2 separate regions of the Oryctolagus cuniculus genome follow, and region 2 is linked to region 1. The links are chromatin contacts, called in public Micro-C maps. All regions are on one chromosome and are shown on one strand. The core of a region is the stretch at or near the end of the contact, and the rest is flanking DNA. Distances in the headings are between cores, read along the strand shown.

The links. A called contact is a pair of places that touch in the nucleus more often than the background predicts.
Region 2: a Micro-C map of ear pinna shows a contact between it and region 1, with 3 times the contacts expected there. The contact joins the enhancer-like site here to the promoter of AMOTL2 in region 1. A contact is called at or near these places in 3 of 6 Hi-C or Micro-C datasets (ear pinna, skin fibroblasts and an unstated tissue).

What each region holds. Positions count from the first base shown.
Region 1 is chr4:147,060,942-147,065,939 of mOryCun1.1, forward strand. AMOTL2 (angiomotin like 2) reads left to right here and starts at 1,322. Exons shown (of 10, transcript XM_051818603.2): 1 at 1,322-1,527; 2 at 3,990-4,775. The coding sequence starts at 4,051.
Region 2 is chr4:147,118,423-147,124,136 of mOryCun1.1, forward strand. No RefSeq gene overlaps it. Among named protein-coding and RNA genes, the nearest start is that of AMOTL2, 59 kb to the left of the region's middle. Within about 2 kb of position 3,574, at least 4 of the 8 cell types and tissues checked have an H3K27ac peak or open chromatin away from gene starts, as enhancers often do. A contact at or near this core is called in ear pinna, where this site is marked.

The sequences.
Region 1 (4,998 bases), core at 72-2,571:
TGTTTCCAAGAACGTTGTCCATAAGGCCAGGCCACCTGGGGGCCTCTTCCCTCTCTTACTCCTTTTCTAAAATACCTACCTATTGTATTCAGATTGGGCAGAGGCATATTGGCCACAGCTTCTCTTGCTGAGGTAACCCTGGGAGGGCCAACTATCCCATAGCTTGTCACAAGAAAACCCGTTCTTCACGTATTTCAGATCCAATCCTATTTGGAATGCAATATTCAGCTTCCAGGTAAACTATGCACACACACACACACACAGAGAGACAATGGGAGGGGGTGTTATTAAAAATTAACCCTGTCCCTGACTACTGAGCTTGAGTTTCCTTGTGCCTGCTTCCCTCTGGGGAAACCTGGGAATTGCAACTCTATGCTGAAGGGCCCTCAAGGGGAGTGGAGGGTTTTAGTGTTGGGAGTCCCCCCACTAGGCCAGGGCCCCAGAACGACACAGAACTTGGGGGACAGGAGGCAGGGGTGTTGGAGGTTTTGATTTCCACAGTCACGGCCACCTGGAGCCCCAGAGGTGGGTATGGGGAGGGCCCTTGGCAGGCAGGGGTGTGGGGGAGGTGAAGAGGAGACTGGAACAGGACAGGGCAGGTGGACATTGGAGGGCACCTGTGTGGGTCTGCGTGGGACCCACGATTCTGGTGGCAGAAGTGCTCAGAGGTTGTGATAGCAGAACTGCCTCAGAGGGCGACAGGCGGGACCAAGCCACCAGCGGATGGTTGCCTGCCGCCAGCTCTCGTGGAGGGGCGCCGGCCACCACCTGGACGACAGACAGTGGAGCACCTGGCGGCCATGAGTCACTGGGGGGGGGGGGGGTTCAAATTAACCAGATTTTTCAGCGCGGATACACACTTCCTGTGGAGGCAGGTTCTCAAGGCGCGGGCGAAGATGTTTGTAAACAATAAAAGTGCAATTCAGAGGTTGCCGCTGGGGGTGAGAACAGCGAGGCTTAGGAAGAGGCTGGGCGGCTGGAAGAACCGTCCTGTCTTGGCCTGGCCACTGCTCTCCCTGTCCCCGCCGTACATGCCCCCTCCGAAGCCACCCCCGGAACGCGCCGCGGGCGAGTTGAAGGACGAAGGGCGACAGCAAGGCAGGAACTGGGTGCCCGAGCGGTGTGAAATCGTGCCCGGCAGCTCTGACGGCCAAGCGCGCGGAGGGGGCCGTGCGCGGCCGGGGAGCGGAGCTCCGGGGCCGGCCCCGCGCCCAGCCCTCAGCGCCGCCTCCCCGGAGGAAGGCGGGGGCCGGAGGAGGGAGCCGCAGGAGGCGGAGGGCGGAGGAGGGCGGCGCGCTGAGAGGTTATTTGTGGTTCGCTTTGATCCCGAGGGGGAACCTGAAACTCTCACATTCCTGGCATAGCAGCCGCCTCCAGCGCGGGCCGACCCTGAGGCTGCGCGCTGCGGCCGGAGCGGCCAGAGCGTCGGCGCCACCGCCGAGTGCACACCTCCGCCGCGAGCCGGGCCGAGCCGAGCGGGGCCGGGTCGTCGGATCGGACTGCGCCAGGCGCCCGCGGGCCGCAGCGGTAAGGAAGGCCGCTTGGCGCTCGGGCCAGCGCGCCAGGCCGACCGCCACGCTCCCGGGCCGAGGCCCGAGGTCCCGCGCAGCCCGGCCTTTTCCGGGAGCGGAGCGTCCTCGGGGCGCAGCGCACCCTTTCCAGCCCGCCCCAGTGCCGGGTTAGGGCCCCTCCTGGAGCCGCGCTGTGCACCCTGGGGGGGACTCTTAAAGGCGTGCAGGTGCCCGGGCTGGGGGAGGGGGCCGATGACGGGGAGAACTGGGTCGGTGTTTGGGGTGGCGGGGTCGGACTAGGCGGGACGCGGGACTTGGCCGCAGGCGCCGCTCGGAGTTCCAGTTGCAGGGCCTTGGGGGCTGGCTTGGTTAGGTGGGGGCTACAGGTGTCTTTGACCCCTTCTTCCCCCGGCAGCCCAAGAATTCCTCTTTGTCTTCCTTGGAAAATCCTCTCTGGAGCCACGAACTGGCTCTCACTTAGAAAGAATGCAGCCTGCTGTCCAGCCCGGTGACGTCAGCGCTGGAGTATTTGGAAAACAAAGAGGGCTCGGGAGGGAGGAGGGGGCGGGTCCGCGACGCTTAAAGACCTCTCCCCTGGTCCCCCCCACCCCCCCACCGCCGGGTTCCCAGAAGGCCGCGGCCGGGAGCCCCGGCAGCCCCGGGCCGGTGCGACGTGACTTTAAGACGCCGTAGCTTTGGCTTCTCGGGCGATGCGCGCTTGGAAAGGCAGCTTTCAGGGAGCGAGGAGGCGCGCGGGCGCAGCCGGGGTGGGGAGAGCCGATCTCAGCGGCGCGGTCCTTAGGGGCCTGAAAGGATGCTCGAGTGAGGGGCGATGCCCCTATTCTAGCTCCGCGCCGGGACAGGCGCACCGTTGGCGCGCCTGGAATCTGTGGCGAAAGCTCTGCCTGCCTCCTCGCCGCGGGGGGGCCGCCTCGGCGGAGTCCGCCCAGACGGTGATTAACTTAGGGAATGTCCGCAGCTGAGCTGCTGGCGAAGTGACTCCCAGCGGCTGCTTTTGCCCCTGGGGTTGAGTGCCTGGGAGGCTGGGCACCGAGGTGTCCACCCGGCGCACCCCCACTCGCAGCTCTGGGCAGCTGGAGGCCAGGGGTTGGGGGAGTGGATCAGGAAAGGCTGCTCTCCCGCGGTGTCGAGCCCCAGCCGAGGCAGGGCCCCGGGACTTGGGTCTGTGGCCGAAGACGGGGCTGCATTGCAGCCCTCTCCACACGAGCAGGACCTGTGGCAGTGAGTGTTTGGTTTGGCATTCCCTGAATCCCAGTTTGGAGGTTTGTGTTGGAGGAGGCCGTGGAAAGGAGGCTGGGTGAGGGAGGTGGGCCGCCTTCCAGGCCGGGAGCCGCTCCCTGGGAGCCCAGGCTTACAACAAGGGAGCACCTTCTTTGGACCTTGTTCACCCTTGAGGCTCACAGCCCGCAGTCTCAGCTGCCTACAACCAAGAACCTCCTCCTTGCTCCCTTCCGCCTCCAGGCAGTGGGTGTAACAGGTGGACAAGGATGCTGTGCGCCTATCTGAGAACAAGCAGAGGCTTTTCCAAGTGGGGAGTGGAGGGTGCAGGGCTGGCTGATCCTGAAATCATAGCTGCCATGCCATCCTTTCCCGGCTCTCTCACACAGGGACCAGGCGACCCACCACTAACCTGGCTAAGCACCACCTTTCTTCCGTCCCACCTTATGAAACCCTTGTCTTCAGGCAGGCTTTCTTTTCTCATCCCCTCCTTCACCAGCTCGGGTGCAATTTCTCCTTCTTCCTGTTCACCTTGCGGAATACCGGCCAAGGGCATCCTGTGCCTGGGAGCTCCAGTTCTGTTCTCGGAGCAGCCCTTGGTGAAGCAGAGCTGGGTTGGGGGTGGGGGCGTTGGGGGTGTGTATGTCTGTGCTCCAGGAGCTCAGGGAGAGGGAGAGGAGTGGATGGGGGGCTCGGTGCTGAGGGTGGTAGGTTGAATGCCCAGCCCGGGCTGGGCTCAGGCCTGCTGCACTGGGCATTGACTGCCGAGGGCTTCTGCCGGCCTGCTGTCATCGGCAGCAGCCGGGGCCCTGCCTCCTTCTGCATGGGTCACTTAGATCTCAACTAGGGTGCCCTGCAGTGGCTCATCAGGCTGTTGGATGGGTGGCCTGCTGCCAGGGACCATGGTTCCTGGCCTTAGTTTACTATTGTCTTTCTTTAGGCATAGTAAGTCTCCATGAGAAACATTATAATGGTAGCTGTTTGCAAAGGCTCTGTGGGGAGCCAGGAGCTCCACAGTCCTTGTCCCTTTACTTCCCAGCTCCATGAGGCATTTTCCTGGTGGTTAGGTAACTTAATTAGCAGGTGGCAGCATTATTGCACTTGCATCCAGGCTTGTGGGATCAGCCCCCAACCTCTCCTTGGGCTTTAGCTCCTGCTTTCCACTTCTCTGTGATGGAAAGTGCTCCCCCTGTCCCATGCACTGTCGCTGATTGCTCTTCTCTCTCTCTCTCTTGCCAGGTGCTCTGGGGCCAGGTGCCACTGGCCACTGTCCAGGCAGGTGTGTGCAAGCCACAGAATCATGAGGACGCTGGAAGATTCCTCAGGGACAGTGCTGCACCGCCTCATCCAGGAGCAGCTACGCTACGGCAACCTGACTGAGACCCGCACGCTGCTGGCCATCCAGCAGCAGGCCCTGCGGGGTGGGGCCGGAGCTGGGGGCACAGGGAGCCCCCAGGCCTCCCTGGAGATCTTGGCACCCGAGGACAGTCAGGTGCTGCAGCAGGCCACGAGGCAGGAGCCCCAGGGCCAGGAGCACCAGGGCGGTGAGCCCCACCTGGCAGAGAACACCCTCTACCGGCTGTGCCCGCAGCCCGGCAAGGGCGAGGAGCTGCCCACCTATGAGGAGGCCAAGGCCCATTCGCAGTACTATGCGGCGGCCCAGCAGGCGGGGCCCCGGGCGCCCGTCGTGGTCGTCGGGGCCCCTGGAGGCAGCCGGCGGCAGGATGAGGCCCTGCGGGAGCTGAGACACGGGCACGTGCGCTCCCTGAGTGAACGACTCCTGCAGCTGTCCCTGGAGAGGAACGGCGCCCGGGCTCCCAGCCACATGAGCTCCTCCCACAGCTTCCCGCAGCTGGCGCGCAGCCAGCAAGGGCCCCTGGCCAGGGCGCCCCCTGCCGAGGGCCCCGAGCATCGTGGACCCCCGCCTCAGTACCCACACATAGCCCACGAGACCGCAACCACTGCTGTTGCCGAGCCTCGGTACCGCGCCCGCGGCAGCCAGCACTTTCAGCACGCAGAAGTCAGGTAACTAGCGGCTCCCACCTGGCTCCCCTACCCGGGGAGGCCGGGCTCACACCTGAGCTGGAGCTGGCAATGCCCCTCCCACCCCAGCCCCGCCTTTCCTGAGCGGGGAGGGCCTGGCTGAGGTCACAGAAGGAATCCATGGCATTCCTTGCTTTAATTCAGAGCTGGACACCATTGTGTGCTTTGCTGTGACTCAGGTCCCCAGGGGATGCGGAGTGCAGCA
Region 2 (5,714 bases), core at 2,324-4,823, 60 kb after region 1:
TGGAGAAAGGGCAAGAAGGACACTTCACCCCAGTTGAAAGCATCTTTCCAGACATTTCCACACCGTAATTCCACTCACATGCCATTGGCATAACCTAGTTGCGTAGCCGTCTTAGCCAACATGTGTCATGGGTCATCTTTGAGAAATGCCATCTGGTACAGTCAACACTTAGAACCACGAGAGCGCTGGCTTCCATTTGGTAGAACAGCAGAGACCACACACGGCCAAGATTCCTGGAGCCTGGGAGCCGGCGTCTTAGGAGCAAAGGGCTCTCTCTCGGGCCCCACTGGCGTGGTGCTGCAGAGTGGGCGCCCTGAGTCACAGAGGCTGCTCAGGGGCCTGGCTGCAGGGCCGGGGCGGGGGGCGCTGCCCAGGGCTCCTCTCGCCTCATTATCCTCCCCAGGCGATGGGCTAGAGGCTTGTGGCTGGGTGGGGCTGACGGAGGAGGTGTCTCCGCTGTGGGAAACACCCCGAGGCACTTCCAGGCACACAGGGGCTGTGGGGGAATTACTTCTGAGTCAGCCAGGCTGTGGGGTGTGTCTGCGCCTGGGGCAGGGCGGGGGCAATAAACACACTTTCCAACCAGGCTCACTCCGCGCGCACGCGTGAGCCCACTGGTCATTCACCCAGGGCCCAGGGAAAGGGAGGCGGGCCGTGCTACGGGCCCCAGCGGGCTGCCAAGGGAGGCAGCAGCAGGCTGGTGGACAGCAGCTGGGGCCCCACCAGCACAGCCCCAGGCAACCGAGCTGCCCCGGGGCGCGCAGGTCCCCAGGCCGGTGCGGCTCCTCCACTTGGCGGCAGTCTCCGGGCCTCACTGAGTCCCGCTCCTCATACATGCAGAGGGGGGTGCCTGCGGCCGCACTCGGGGCTCAGCGCTGGGAAGGGGGACCCCGTCAGTCTCCGCGCCCCCAAGCTGGCTGTGTGGAGGCCAGCGTGTTCCGCCGCGGGTCTCCTGGTCTGTGAAGTGTCTTTAGGAAATCGCACCATTACTACATGTTCACTGTTAAAACAGCCAGGAAACGCAAACCCAAAGAAGGTAGGTAACCAACTTTTAATTCCGGAGATCAAGAGGCGCCAGCCCATAGGGCTTCCGATGGCTTCCGGAACCCAGACACCGCGTCTTTGTTAACGGGACCAGGTTTTGTGCAGAGCTCCCTAATTGCCCCCTTTCCCACTCAACAGTAGCCAGGAGTTTCCTTCTATTGTCAACAAGCAAACCTCCCCGAGCGACCTTAACCCCCCTTGGGCCATTCTGGCAATGCCAAGTCAATGCTGAAGGCAGGCTGGGTATCACCGAGTTTTTCTTTCCCTCAGCTCCCAACCTGGCCAGGAACAGAACTGCCATGGATCCGGTTTGCATGTGCAATTCTGAAGTTGTGTTCACCATGGATTAATTTTTATTCTTAAAAACGTCATGTTGATGGGCCAACGCTGTGGCGTAGTGGGTAAAGCTGCTGCCTGCAGTGCCAGCATCCATATAGGCTCCAGTTCGAGTCCTGGCTGCTCCACTTCCCATCTAGCTCTCTGCTATGGCCTCGGAAAGCAGTAGAAGATGGCCCAAGTGTTTGGGCCCCTGCACCCACATGGGAGACCCGGAAGAAGCTCCTGGCTCCCAGCTTCGGATCCGCTCAGCTCTGGCCTTTGCAGCCATTTGGGGAGTGAACCAGTGGTTGGAAAATCTCTCTCTCTCTCTCTGTAACTTTACCTTTCAAATAAATAAATAAATCTAAAACAAAACAACAACAACAAATGTCATGTTGAGAGAGCATTTCTCTTGTAGAGGGCGTCTGGTGCAGTAGGCTAAGCCCCCACTGTGAGCGCCGGCAGCTCCCATCATATTGTTGGTTCAAGTCCTGGCTGCTCTGCTTCCAATCCAGCTCCTTGCTCATGTACCTGGGAAAGCAGCAGGGGATGGCCCAAGTGCCTGGGTCCCTGCACCCACATGGGAGACCTGGATTGAGTTCCTGGCCCAGTCCTGGCTATTGCAGACATTTGGGGGGAGTTAGGGGATAGAAGATTCTCTCTCTCTCTCTCTCTCTGTTATTCAACCTTTGAAATGAATAAATTAATCTTAGAAACACAACGAAAGAGATACGTTTTGGTGGACAGCACCCTTGGAGCCTCCTTCGCTGCCTGCTCTCCCATCCCAGCCCCGGGTGGTGCGGGTTTTCCGGTTCTACACCACGAGCTGTTGGGATTCTTAGGTTGTTTCCAATCTGCGCGGTCTGCACTCCCGGCACTCACAAGACTGCCTGGCACCTAGGAGGTCACTCAGGACATATTTATCGGATGGCTGAATGAGTGAAGGAGTACTACAGTGACCACTGGGACAGCTGAATCGTGTGCGAATCCAGAAGGGAGAGGAGGCGCTCCCACGGCTGACTCAGGCCTGCTGGCCAGGCCCCTTGTCTGGGGCACAGGACTCTGGACCCCCGTGTAGCTGCCTCTCAGGCGACAGGGGATTTTCCCAACCCTAACGAATGTGTGGAATTTTCAAATAACAAAGCCAGAACCCAAGAGAGGAAATTCTAAGAACATGAAATAAGTCTGAAGCGCAGAGGTGGGTGTTTATTTCCCATCGGCTGCGCTGCCCCGCCCCCGCCTCCCTCCCCAGACCCCAGAGGGTGGGAGTGGGGGGGTCCGGATTCAGATGTCAGCACCACAAAGCTCAAGGAAACCCATCTTCCTGTGTTTGCTCAGAACAATGCCGGAGAGGCCACAGCACGGCCTGCACTTTTCCTTTGCACACACGCACTGGGGTCCCAGCGCGCTGGGGGGGGGGGGGGCGCCAGGGACGCAGGGCCGTGAATGCTCCTGTTCCATCACGGGTCACGTTTGGGCACACACAGGCTGCGAGCCCCTGCGCTTCCTGTGCTCACACCCACGGGAGCCCCGGCAGGTGAGGATGAGATGGGGGATGTGGAGCCCTGGCCCCACCTTGCTGGGAGCAGCTGCAGAGGCTCCCTCTGTCTGGAGCTGCGGCTTCTGTCAGGAAGTCCTCCTGGATCTAAACCTTTCCCAATCCGGGCTATTCCTCTGCGTTCCTGACAGCCCGGGCTTCCGCAGCCTCCCTGAGCATTTCAGAGACCACCTCTAGGATCGGAGTGGGTGCACCTTGCCGACTTCCGTGCCCCCAGCACTGAGCACAGGCTGCGAAAATAAGTACTTGCCGAGTGAATTAAGTGCTCACTCTGGGGACTCGTCTCTCCCTGGCCAGAGAGCGCCTAGGGCCAAAGTGAACGTGCGCTTTCCTCCTGTTTGCCCCGGGCACTGCCCCCACGCACAGGCGACTGCGGGCACCCGGCCCCCGAGCCCCTGGTGGCAAGCAGGGGCGGACCCTCGCTCGCCTTCCCGCTGTCGGCCCTGCGTCCCCAGGGCTCGAGCAGCCCACTCTGGGTTTCCCTCTTCCCTAACAAGCCACCGCCCTCGGGCTCTGCCCCGCAGCCTGATGGCTGGCCGGCCGGACGTGCGACGGGGAGGTCGGGAGTGGCCCCGGGAGCGGCCGCCAGGGGAAAGGGCTGGTGCGTCCAGGGCGCGCGGCGAACACGCCGTCCACATTCCTGCGCGGCCGCCCGGAGCCAAGGCCGCATTCCTGGGCCGCGGCCCGAGCGCAGCCCCGACTCCCGCCCCGCTCCGCCCCGCCCCGCGGGGCCGCGCGCGTGCCCGCCCTCGCCAGCGCCCCCTGGCGGCGGGCACGCGCCCGCCCCTGCGCCCTCGCGGCGCCCGTCCCAGCCCGCCGCTGGGGTCCGAGAATTGCCCCCTCCGCGGTCGACATTGGGTTTCTGCCGCTAGAGACGCGCAGTGGCTACCCGAGAGCCGTGAGGGCTTCGGGGGAAGGAAAAGCAGCGGATCCCCCGGCTGGAAAGTGGGAGAGGGGACCCCAGCAGGTGGGAGGGGCCGTGGGCTGGCCCACCCGGAGGGTGGGGCTGCTGTCGGGAGTTGAGGCCCCAAGAAAGAGGAAAGGCACCGGCCCGAGGCGTCCGCATTGGAAGGGTAAGCGCCGGCCTCAGGTGCACCTGCACGCACACACCTGCGTCAGCACCAAAACAGCGCGGATACCTTGTTTCAGTCGCTGCGGTCCTCCAGGGACCTGAGGGAGGGGAGTGTGTCATGTTCACTTCCTCCCTGCCCCCCTCCCCGGGGGGCCTGCTTAGATCCCTGGTCAGTGTGGAACAATGGCCGGCAAAGTCTGGCTTGCCCCCATCTTCCCAGCTTGTTAACACCGGCCTGTCTTCGTGGAGAAGGAGCTACAGCCCGGCACAGGGAAATTGGCGTGGTTTTCAGCCCGAAGACCTGTTGGGGACCCACCCTGCGGATTAGCGACACCTGAGAAGCCATTAATGCAACAAAGCATTCCTGGAACTTGCAAGGCTCAGCATCTCGCAGGGTTGCTTGGGCAGCCGGGAAGAAGGGTGGCAAACTCCGACTGGCCCACACCCCAGCTGCGATGAGGGGCAGGGAGGGAAGGGAGGCGGCAGCCCTGGAAACCACTTGTTTCCCAGCCTCTGAGAGCAGGACCAGAAAAGTACCCTTTCCCACCGGGTGGTGTCTGGGGTGGCCCCGGGGGAGGCCAGAGTGACAAGGTGGCAGCCGGCTGGGCAGTCCTGGTTTGAGGCTGTAGAAATGGCTCAAGGTCAGCCCCTTTCGGATGGCCCAGAAAATGGGCATCCTGGAGTCCCATGCTACCTTGCAGCCCCCTCCCCACCCCCGCTGTGCCGAGGCTCCACCTCTGGGGGATGTGAGGGCACTCCAGGTGACGGTGATGAAATCAGACACGAGTGAGCCCCTCGGATGAGCCCACCCGGGCCCTAACCCCCCAGACACTCACCGTCCCTGCAGGAGGAAGACACGGCCAGTATAAGGCAGTGTGCTATGTGCCCCTGGGGGCAGGGTGCGGGCTCAGGTGCAGCGGAGGACTGTGCGGGGCGGGGTGGGGGGGTGGGGGTGGGGAATGGCGGGGCCCTGCCGGAGAGGGGGCCGTTCCATGCCTCCCCATCCTCAGTGAGTCTCCTTGGTGCCTTGGCCCCTGTGGCAGCTCCATGGGCTTCGCTGATCAGGTAGTTCTGCTGGCTAGCCTCTAAGCCTGGCACTTTGAGCAGAACTGAAAATTCCCACTGGGCCCGGCTTGGGCTGTGGCTTCGGGGAAGAATCCAGAAATGCAGTCCCTCTCCCTTGGAGTGATCTCCAGCCAGGGCGCTCCTCACCGACAGGGGGAAGGCGCATTCTTTCACTGCCCCTCGCTCCTGTGCAAGCAGCCGAGCCGGCCAGGGGACTCGGGCTCCCAGTCACCTTCCCCTATGCCCCGCAGGGCCTCACTCCATCCGTGTGCTTCATGTGAATAGAAGGCTCCCGGCCCTACCACCCCATAGTAAGAAAAATGTCTTGAGGGGCCGGTGCTGTGCCATAGCGGATAAAGCTGCCACCTGCAGCACTGGCATCCCATGTGAGCACCAGTTCAAGTCCCAGCTGCTCCACTTCGATCCAGCTCTCTGCTATGGCCTGGGAAAGCAGTGGGAGATGGCCCAAGTGCTTGGGCCCCTGCACCCACGTGGGAGACCTGGAGGAAGCTCTGGCTCCTGGCTTCAGATCAGCACAGGTCCAACTGTTGAGGCTATTTGGGGAGTGAACCAGCAGATGGAAGACCTCTCTCTCTCTTTCTGCCTCTGTAACTCCACTTTTCGAATAAATAAATCTTTAAAAAATGACTGGAGATA